2 separate regions of the Ovis aries genome follow, and region 2 is linked to region 1. Evidence: chromatin contacts called from public Hi-C data. All regions are on one chromosome and are shown on one strand. Each heading gives the region's core, a stretch centred on a gene start, on an enhancer-like site or on the middle of the called end of the contact. The rest is flanking DNA. Distances are from core to core; before and after follow the strand shown. Region 1 overlaps EMP1 (epithelial membrane protein 1). Region 2 has its middle 24 kb from the start of GPRC5A.

Region 1 (4,812 bases), core at 539-3,038:
AAAGCACAAGATGAGAGGCAGAGCCACTCCCAGTCGTACGATCTCCATGAGTCAGCCCCCATCTGACCGTCCTCCTTGGCGTCACACCCAAAGCTGCAGCTGTGTTCCTCCTAGGAACACGGCGCAGGATGGTGGCACTGATGCCTTTCTGTCCTCTACGCGTCAGGATCATTTTGCTGTTGTTGGTTTGTTTTGATGTGTTTATTTCCCACTGAGGATCATGTGGGTTGGCAAAATTAATATGCACTGAACGCAAAAGCAGAAGAGGAAATACTGTCTTTGGGGAGCAGCCGGAGAGGATGTATCCGAAGGAGGAAAAGGCTGGGATTAAAGACAGGCTTAGTGAATGAGACCTTGGATGAGGTTTTCTGACCATTGTTCTTGTTGTTTTATATCAAGTGTACTTTTCCATTCTAAATATTGTTTTTACATGAGGGTGGGGAATGGGGGGGCGTTAATTTATCCGTGGGAAACACGTGGAAAGAAAGAATCCTAAAGCACCATCTCCTCCTGCTTCTGGATGTCTGGATGTTTGGTGTGGCAAGAAAGAACTTCGGGCTGTACTTCACTGTGTACACTCATACTGGGGGGTCTGTTTTTCTTTTTTCTTTTCAAATGTGGGGCAGTTTTTTTTATGACCAGGAGAAACGTCAGCAGTCAAGCAGCAAAAGCAACAGGAATCTACATGCTCCAAAGAAAACAACTATTTTGTTTTTCATCATCCAGGAGGTGAGGGAACTGCACCTCCCATCTGCAAACAGCGTATGTTATAGAAAGGGTGGTGCTTATCTGGCCCTGGTGTAGATTGGCATGATTCTCACATAGTTAGGGATAAGAAAGTGGAGGTGAGGTAGTGGGACAAGCGTGTTATTTAAGGGGAACCAAAAGCAAGAAAGAAAAAGAGCACTTCTTTGAAAACCTGGCTTCAAAATTCTGACTCTTCTGACTTTGGGAAAATGACATATCCTCTCTGGACAGTAGCTCCTGGAGAGACAGAGTAGTGAATAGGAAAAAAAAAAAAAAAAAAACCATGAATTTTGGGTGCCACTCCTGACTGCACTCCTGTTTTAAAAAAGTTCAGATTCAATGGGTATAGTTGGCACATAAAATTGTAAGCTACTTGAAGCATACATCGTGGTAACTCCAGCCCCTTTTAACTGTCATCTGCATACCTCATAGCCTTAGCGTGAGGACCAAAGGGCTCGTGCCTGATACACAGCAAAGGCTGCACGGCTGCTGGTTATTTCTCTTGTTCGTTTATGAATCAGGAGAAACTTAACCCAGTGAAATGTGCTTGAAACTTCTCAGGCATAATCCGAGGGCCAGCAACTCTGCTAAAAGCAAACAAGCAGCTTGAATCTTGTTTTGGCAAATGTTCCCAGAGAGAAAAACCTCTCTCTTTCTCTCTCTCTCTCTCTCTCTCTCTCTCGTTCTCTCTCTCTGGTTTCCCCTTGTCCTCTTTTGTGTCCGGGGAAGGGCTGGGGCTGGGTGACAGCTGCCAAGGCCAAGGCCAGACCTGGGTGGGGTGACCTAGACCAGCCTCCGCCCCCAGACCACAGCTGGTCAGGCCATCAGGCGATGTCCCCAAGGCAAGGATGGAACCTTCGCTGTCTTCTACTGCTGACAAAAGAGGAGTGTTCTGGCGGCCAGAAAGTCTCCGATAGACAGACTGCCAAGATAATAACTAGGGTTCTGGAAGAAACTCAAGGTGTGGCCCAGCCCGGGGCTGTGGGGGTTGGGGGGGTGGGGGAGCGGGGTGGCGCTTGGGCGGGTCTGACAGTAGGTGGCGGCAACAGGCTTCAACCAGCAGGCTGTAGTCTGGGAGGTAGTGGGGCCCCCAGGGACAGATGCGGGTGTAGCCAGGGGCACTCCGGTGCCTGGCGTGGGCTGTGGGCCTGTGGCTCTTTCTGCAGGCAGTTGGTTGTTTAGAGGCTTAGCAGGGTTGAAGTTAATCAGTCCAGTTCCTTGACAAAAGTGGGAAAGCGAGTCTCCAGAGTGAAAGCAGAATCGGGATGAAACCCACTCCCTCGCATCTTCCGGGCCAGGCTTTCCCCACTGCAGCATAGCTTCTTTCCTACTTCTGGCAGAATTCTAGAACTTCTCAGATCTATTGCTTCATTCTGTCTCTCCAACCCCTCCTAGTTAATCAGAGGGTCAGCACAGACTCTCCAAAGTGATGCCACTGGAAATAAACAAAGGGCCTTTGGAGGGTCACTGCTTCTTCCTACTGAGTTGCTGAGAAGATCCACCAGCAGAAACAGCCCAAGCCGAAACAGCCCACCCTGCCAGCACTGCTGGCCCCAGAGGAGCTTCAAACATCCACCCCAGCCCCCACCCACAGCACAAGGCCCCCTCCCCAGCAGTGAAGCCCAGCCAGCCAAGGGAAGCTTGAGGTCTCAGCTTCGTTAGAATGTGGACACGCCTGGCTGGCCTGACCTCTACAACCTCTCCCCAGCTCCCAGCATCCAGCCTCCCAGGCAGGGTTCTTTGATTATTTGAAAGAAGACATCAAAGTATCAAGGACCTCATTCTGCTGTCAGTCCTGACCTGACCCTTCTGGAAAGGGAAAAAAAAAAAAAAAAATGTCCCCAGGGAAAGACGACCACTGCACAAGTAATCCATAGAAATTCTAATATTGCCTCCTTAACAACAGAAGGTTCTTCACAGCGGAGGAAAGAAGAGGTGAGACAAAGAACGAAATTCTTGGCCCCAAGGACTATCCTGACATTGAGGGTGGGTGGTTCCCAACTCAGAGGGGAGGGAGTCAGGGGGACAGCATCTTCACATTTCTGCCCTCTTCTTTCGCCCTCTCCCTGGCTTCCTCTTTTCAGTTTCTCCCTCTTCGTGTTGTTCAATCTCTAAGTCCTGTCCAACTCTTTGAGACTCCATGAACAGCAGCATGCCAAGCTTCCCTGTCCTTCACCATCTCCCAGAGTTTGCTCAAATTCAAGTCCATTGAGTCGGTGATGCCGCTCAACCATCTCATCCTCTGTTGCCCCCTTTTCCTCCTGCCCTCAATCTTTCCCAGCATCAGAATCTTTTCCAGTGAGTCAGTTCTTCGAATCAGGTGGCCAGAGTACGGGAGCTTCAGCTTCAGCATCAGTCCTTCCAATGAATATTCAGGACTGATTTCCTTTAAGATTGACTGGTTTGATCTCCTTGCAGTCCAAGGGGCTCTCAAGAGTCCTCCAGCACCACAGTTTGCAAGCATCAATTCTTCTCCCTCTTCTAGGCCTTTCCATCTGCCCCCCTCTCTCAGCCAGCACACAGGTCTAAGAAACCTCAGGCAGTTCCTTTGCTCCCGACCCCTTTCCTCCTGGCACCTCCCCTTTCCTCCTCGAAGCCCAGCTCCCCATCCATTCCCATCCACACCTTTTGGCCACACCCTCCTTGAAAAGAAGGTGAGGCTCCTTTCCCAGAACCACCTTTGTGTCTCTGTCTCTGGAGCCTGGTCTGGGTTCACTGGTGGATCACTTGCTGTTGTCAATGTCCCCGCAAATCTTCGCTAACTAGGCACTGCTCAGGTTTCATAAATCAAACCTCTTTCTTTCCTTCCGAGAGCTGGGTGAATGCTCACTGCTACCCAGTGGTAAAGCCCGCGGACATCTGTACTTGGAGAATCTCAAGTGGATGAAGCAGAGGAGTCCACCTGGGTCCTCCATCCTCCTGTTTCCAAGCAGACATGTTACATCATTTCACTTTCCTACCAGTGTTTATGCATTAAACTTGCTGTTGGCGTAACCCACGGGACTTCTCCCAGCAGGAACTATCGGATCTTAGAACAATAGGGTCTCAGGACCACAAGGGTTCGTTCCCTCTCTTGAGAAGGCAAGTGTTCTGCCCACATCACATGGCAGATTCAGAACAAGACCAAGCCCCTCAAGCCTCCTATTTAGCCATCTTGCACCTACCAGAGGGTTCCAGCCACCAATTTCAACCCAAGCCTAGCAGGTTCTCAATTTTAATTACCCCATTGGAAGAGAGAATTCATGAAACAGGCCTGGGAAATATGAAAACTGCCACATCCTCAGTAAGGCCAGGGGCACCAGTAGAGGAGTCCAATTTGGTTCCAGAGAAATGCCATTTCCACAGCAGAGAAGGAAAGAAGGAAATTGAAGTCGCTCAGTCATGTCCAGCTCTCTGCGACCCCATGGACTGTAGTCCACCAGGCTCCTCCATCCATGGGATTCTCCAGGCAAGAATAGTGGAGTGAGTTGTCATTTCCTTCTCCAGGGGATCTTCCTGACCCAGGGATCGAACCCGGGTCTCCCGCATTGCAGGCTTTAACCTCTGAGCCACCAGGGAGGCCCGCAGAGAAGGAGAGGTGGATCCAGATGTTGTGATTAAAATGAAGAGAGAGAAGCAGCAATCCCCACATGGGCTTCTGTTTCCATCTTTGTGGTTCAGTTTCAGCGGATTTCCCAGTTAAACTGAGAAAAAGGACTTGTAACTGAAGTGTTACTTAGTGTGGTTTTGAGACTTGTGTGTATGGGGTCTAGGGTATTGGGAATCCAAGCAAACTCCTAATTAGAAGCGTATTTCAGCTCCCTTGGTTACTAAATAGGAATCCAGGGTCATCTGGGCACAACTGAAAGGAGTATGGGAAAAGGGAAGTTTATGGTCAGAAAATTCCAGTTCTACACTACTTAAGGATTATGAGCCCTTTCCAAGGAGCTGGACATCCAGATTGCCTGCCGGCAATTAGACCGAGGTTATGTTGACTGGCAGCCTGTTGCTGTACTTACCATTACAGGAAGTAACAGTGGCAAGGCGTGGGCTCCATGAACTACAGACCAAGTAAAGGGACCAGCC
Region 2 (4,347 bases), core at 1,819-4,318, 310 kb after region 1:
TTGACTGAGTTGGCTTTTTATCTGCTCAGTCACATCACTAGTCCTCATCAGTCTTATCAACACCTAAAACTACCAGGTTTGTTTTTTTTGTTTGGTTTTTTTTTTTTTCCATAAAAATGACTGTCAAACCAAGCCTTTCCAAGCTATACTTATGTAATTTCTTTTGGAGGCATGAATATATTTACATCTATTAAACTTAATTCTGGGTCTGGGATCTTTGTTCCAGTCTATTGCAATATGTTTGTATTCTGGTTTTATTATTTCAGTCTCTCCTAAGGTTTTATCTTGTGCAAAATTTGAGAAATATGCTTTATTTTTATCTAAGTGGTCAGTAAAAATGTTATCCAAACAGATCCAAAAACAGAGCCCTGTGGGAAACCACTAGAGACCTCCAGCTAATAAATGACCTTTTCTTGAATATTTGTCTTATGAGTTGGCCTAACCCTATGATCATTATCCTTCTCTTTTTCACGAAGATAGCTTGTTCATAAAGATATGCTGAAACAATGTATGTTTTTTCTATTTCGATTCCTTGTGGGTAAAAGAACTGTTGATCTCGAATTATTCCTTGTAAGAAAGAAAAGTAGTGGCATTACATAATCACATGATACGGTGCTAACCTCCACCACCATCCCAGAGTTCAGGGTGTAGCTACACTGGCTTCTTGGAGCTCTAATCGAGTTGATAAAAATCCAGCAGTTTTGGTAGATTGTATTATGCAAGGGAACCTGACACAAAGCAGCTGAGACCAGACAGTTTGGTGTTAAGCTGTAGTAACGAAATTCCATTAAAGCTTCATCTTTTCTGTTGAAGATCCTGGTTGGATCTGGTGCTTGGGACACAACAGTTCCTTGCCACATTTTCCTAAGGACTGCCTCTGAAATACGCCATCTGAAACCACGTAGGGCAGTGATCAATTCGTAATGTACAAAAGTATGGAGTCACTATGCTGCACACCTGAAACTAATATAATATTGTAAGGCAATTATACTTTAATTTTTTAAAACAAGAAAAAGAGGGCGTCCCTAGTGGCTTGAATGGTAAAGAATCTGCCTGCCAATGCAAGAGACACAGGTTCGATCCCTCGTCCGGGAGGATCCCACATCCAGTGGAGCAACTAAGCCTGTGCGCTACAGCTATTGAGCCTGTGCTCCAGAGCCCAGGAGCCACGACTGCTGAAGCCCACGCGCCCTGAAGCCCAGGCTCCCCAACAGGAGAAACCACTGCAAAGAGAAGCCTGCACGCGGCAATGAAGATCCAACACGGCCAAATAAATAAACAATTTTAAACAGGAAAAGAAATCCCATAGGAGTAAGAGATTGCCGATGTGGGTGTAAATCCACAAGAAGCAAAAAGCTGCTGGATATGGGTGTGGGGGTTGGGGGTGGTATTTATTTTGGGGCTGCTGAGGATCTTAGGTGCAGCACACAGGATCTTCAAGCTTCATTGCAGCATATGGGGCCTAGTTCCCCGACCATGGATCAAACCCGGACTCCCTGCATTGAGAGCACTGGGTCTTAGCCACTGGATCACCAGGGAAATCTCTATGCATGAGTTTTTGACTGAGGATGAGACTCAAGGAAGTAGAAGAATTTTCACAGCAATGGGAAGATTGGAACCTCTGCCTCGCCCTGAAGCCCCTCCCTAGGAGGCAAAGACTCGTGTGGCTAGGAGATTGTGGACGAGTGACCTGGAGTGACCCAGAAAATGTCAGTCCTCAGCCAGTCCCTCTCCCCACAGCTTCCACACCCAGGGGAGAAAACAGGAGCAGCAAAGGAAAACTTCCCAGGTAAGGAAGATGAGAGGGGAGCTTCAGATACATACTGACTGTGGTCATTTTTATGAGTCTTTCTTCAAACACCCTCTTTGGGGAAAAAAAAAAAAAGGTGTCTAACACGGACCACACAAGCGTGACAGTAGAAAGAAGACAGAACCAGAAATCTGGGCCTGGGTCAACTTAAGTCCTTTAAATCTGTAAAATGAGGGCTATGGAGACCAACTAAGGAAGCTCCGTGAGCTTTTCAAATGCTAACGTTTTAGGCGTTGGAGTGTCCCACTCTGAAGAGTCAAGGAAGTGGGGCAAGCAGGAGGTGGCAGAAACCAGGGTCAGATGCCCATCCTCTGCCACACAAACTCCTCTGCATACGTGGAAACCCTGACACCAAGGGTACCAAGCATTATCTGCCCCAACAGAAGGGATGAGAGACTGTGACCAGAGGAGGACCAGTGAATTTCCAGAAGCAGCAGGCTACACACTGGAGGCTGAGCTCCCAGATTCAGGGGCTCAGCCACCAACACCTGAGAAAGAGTTGTCTGAAGCTGCCACCTCCAGTTCTGAAATAACCCCATGTTTCAGGCTGGGGCTGGGACAGTGGCAAACCTGCAAACCCAGTAGCAACAGGAGGAAAGTGGCCGAAGAGAGAGGTCAGAGGGGCGCAATTCAGTTCTCTGTGATGATGAGAAGTCTAGAAATGAAGGTGGAAAACCCAGAATGCACCGGGTGGGGGTTTCACTGCTGCATCTTCAGGGCCAGACTGTACTCTTGGTTTTGGTAAACATTTCCGGACAAAACGGAGTGTTCTCACCGCATAAATACTCTTCGACACTAATAATAGCCTATGAGACCAATAAGGGCTTCCCTGATAGCTCAGACAGTAAAGAATCTGCCAGAAATGCAGGAGACCCAGGTTCAATCCCTGGGTGGGGAAGATCCCCTGGAGGAGGAAATGGCAAAACAATCCAGTATTCTTGCCTGGAGAATTCCATGGACATATAGAGGAGCCTGGTGGGCTACAGTCCATAGGGTCGCAAAGAGTCAGAGAGACTAACACACGAGGCCAGTATCTGCCTGCAAGGAGAGTTTCACAAAAATGAGACACGGAGCAGTGGGGCTCAGGCAAAGAAGATGGAGAGCGGATTCTTTAAAGACGGCGGGAGGGAGGATGCAAACAGCTCACACGGTCAAGCCTTTTAAAATGGAATGCACGTTTGCTTCAAGTCTGCTGAATAGCTGCAGCCCTGCCCGGTGCCCTTCGTAGAATAGCTGTGGACGTTTGCGGAGTCCCTGAGGGCTGATGCCTGAGGCTTTAGCGCCATCCAGTGGAAGAAGCGGGTATGGCGGCTATCGACGGCTTCAGCCTGAAGTGAGAGGCGGAGATGAGACTCGGTCTGTTTTTCATCTGACAGTGATAGATGAGGGGAAGGTGGCTGAGCTTTATTTCATTATCACCCGTTTAGTTCCAAGGAGATGCCGTCTTGGGTCCCAGCCATCAATCAATTGACATCATTCAAGGACCAGGCTGGGCTCAATTTGCCCATTCTATTTCAGCCCAGGTGGCGATGGAGACCTAGGGGAAGGGCTGTGAAACCCTCTTCTCCAGTCACACACTGATTCTCAGATGTCCCAACCTCCAGTCCCTGGGGTGTCCCTATTAATAAAAGAGTTTAATTATGTGCAGAACACGGACACCTGAAGTCAGATTAGCCTCTGGAAGGGAGGGTGGGGGTTGCAACAATTGCTGCCTGAATGGGGAACATTCTTCCACCACGCTCAAGAAAAAGAACTCAGAGACAGGACGGTCTGCGTGTCCAAACTATCCCTCGGAAGAGAAAGCAGTCTCTAGCGACAAGCGCCATATTCGTGCCCTCTTGTGTTTCTGAAGACAGTGACTTAAGGATGACCCCTGAGGGGCTACAAAGGCCTGGCACATTTTTTCCTTAAAAAGAAAGCAAATCCAGAGTGGTGGCTTCGCCGTCCCGCAGCTCCCTTTGCTTGGCTGACAGGCCACAGACACAGAAGAAAAGTGTGCAGGAGGACGTCCCTGGTGGTCCAGTGGTTAAGACTCAGCTCCCACGGCAGGGGCCACAGGTTCCAACCCTGGTAGGGAAGTCCCACGTGCCTCAAAGTACCGCCAAAAAGGAAAAAAGCTAAATAAGTAAAAATTGTTGAAAAGAGGGAAGGAAATACATATATTTCTTGAGTACCCACACTGATAATATGCATGAAATTATATTGTTTTCTCCTCACAGCAAACCTCACTGGGTTATGGCCTCTTTGGGAAAACTAGAATAACCTAGAAGGGTCCAAATCATCATTTGCAATTCCCCTTTTGTTTTCCTTTGGGTGGGGAGGTTGGCTATTGATTTCTAGTTTCATCCCATTATGATCAGAAAAAAATACCTGTTATGATTTCAATTTTCTACAATTTGTTAATACTAGTTTTGTGGTGTAAGATGTGATCCATCCCAGAGAATGGTCTATGCATACTTAAGAAGAATGTGTATTCTGCTGTTTTGGGGTAGAGTATTTTATAGATAGATATTACATATATATTACATATATTACAT

The links. Hi-C and Micro-C count contacts between places; a contact is called where the count stands out from the background.
Region 2: a Hi-C map of hypothalamus shows a contact between it and region 1, with 4 times the contacts expected there. The contact joins two enhancer-like sites. A contact is called at or near these places in 2 of 16 Hi-C or Micro-C datasets (hypothalamus and skin fibroblasts).

Annotation. Positions count from the first base shown.
Region 1 is chr3:202,315,738-202,320,549 of ARS-UI_Ramb_v3.0, forward strand. It overlaps EMP1 (epithelial membrane protein 1), which reads right to left. Exons shown (of 5, transcript XM_060414210.1): 1 at 1,173-4,812. Among named protein-coding and RNA genes, the nearest start is that of EMP1, 5.9 kb to the right of the region's middle. Within about 2 kb of position 1,789, at least 24 of the 54 cell types and tissues checked have an H3K27ac peak or open chromatin away from gene starts, as enhancers often do. A contact at or near this core is called in hypothalamus, where this site is marked.
Region 2 is chr3:202,622,558-202,626,904 of ARS-UI_Ramb_v3.0, forward strand. No RefSeq gene overlaps it. Among named protein-coding and RNA genes, the nearest start is that of GPRC5A, 24 kb to the right of the region's middle. Within about 2 kb of position 3,069, at least 12 of the 54 cell types and tissues checked have an H3K27ac peak or open chromatin away from gene starts, as enhancers often do. A contact at or near this core is called in hypothalamus, where this site is marked.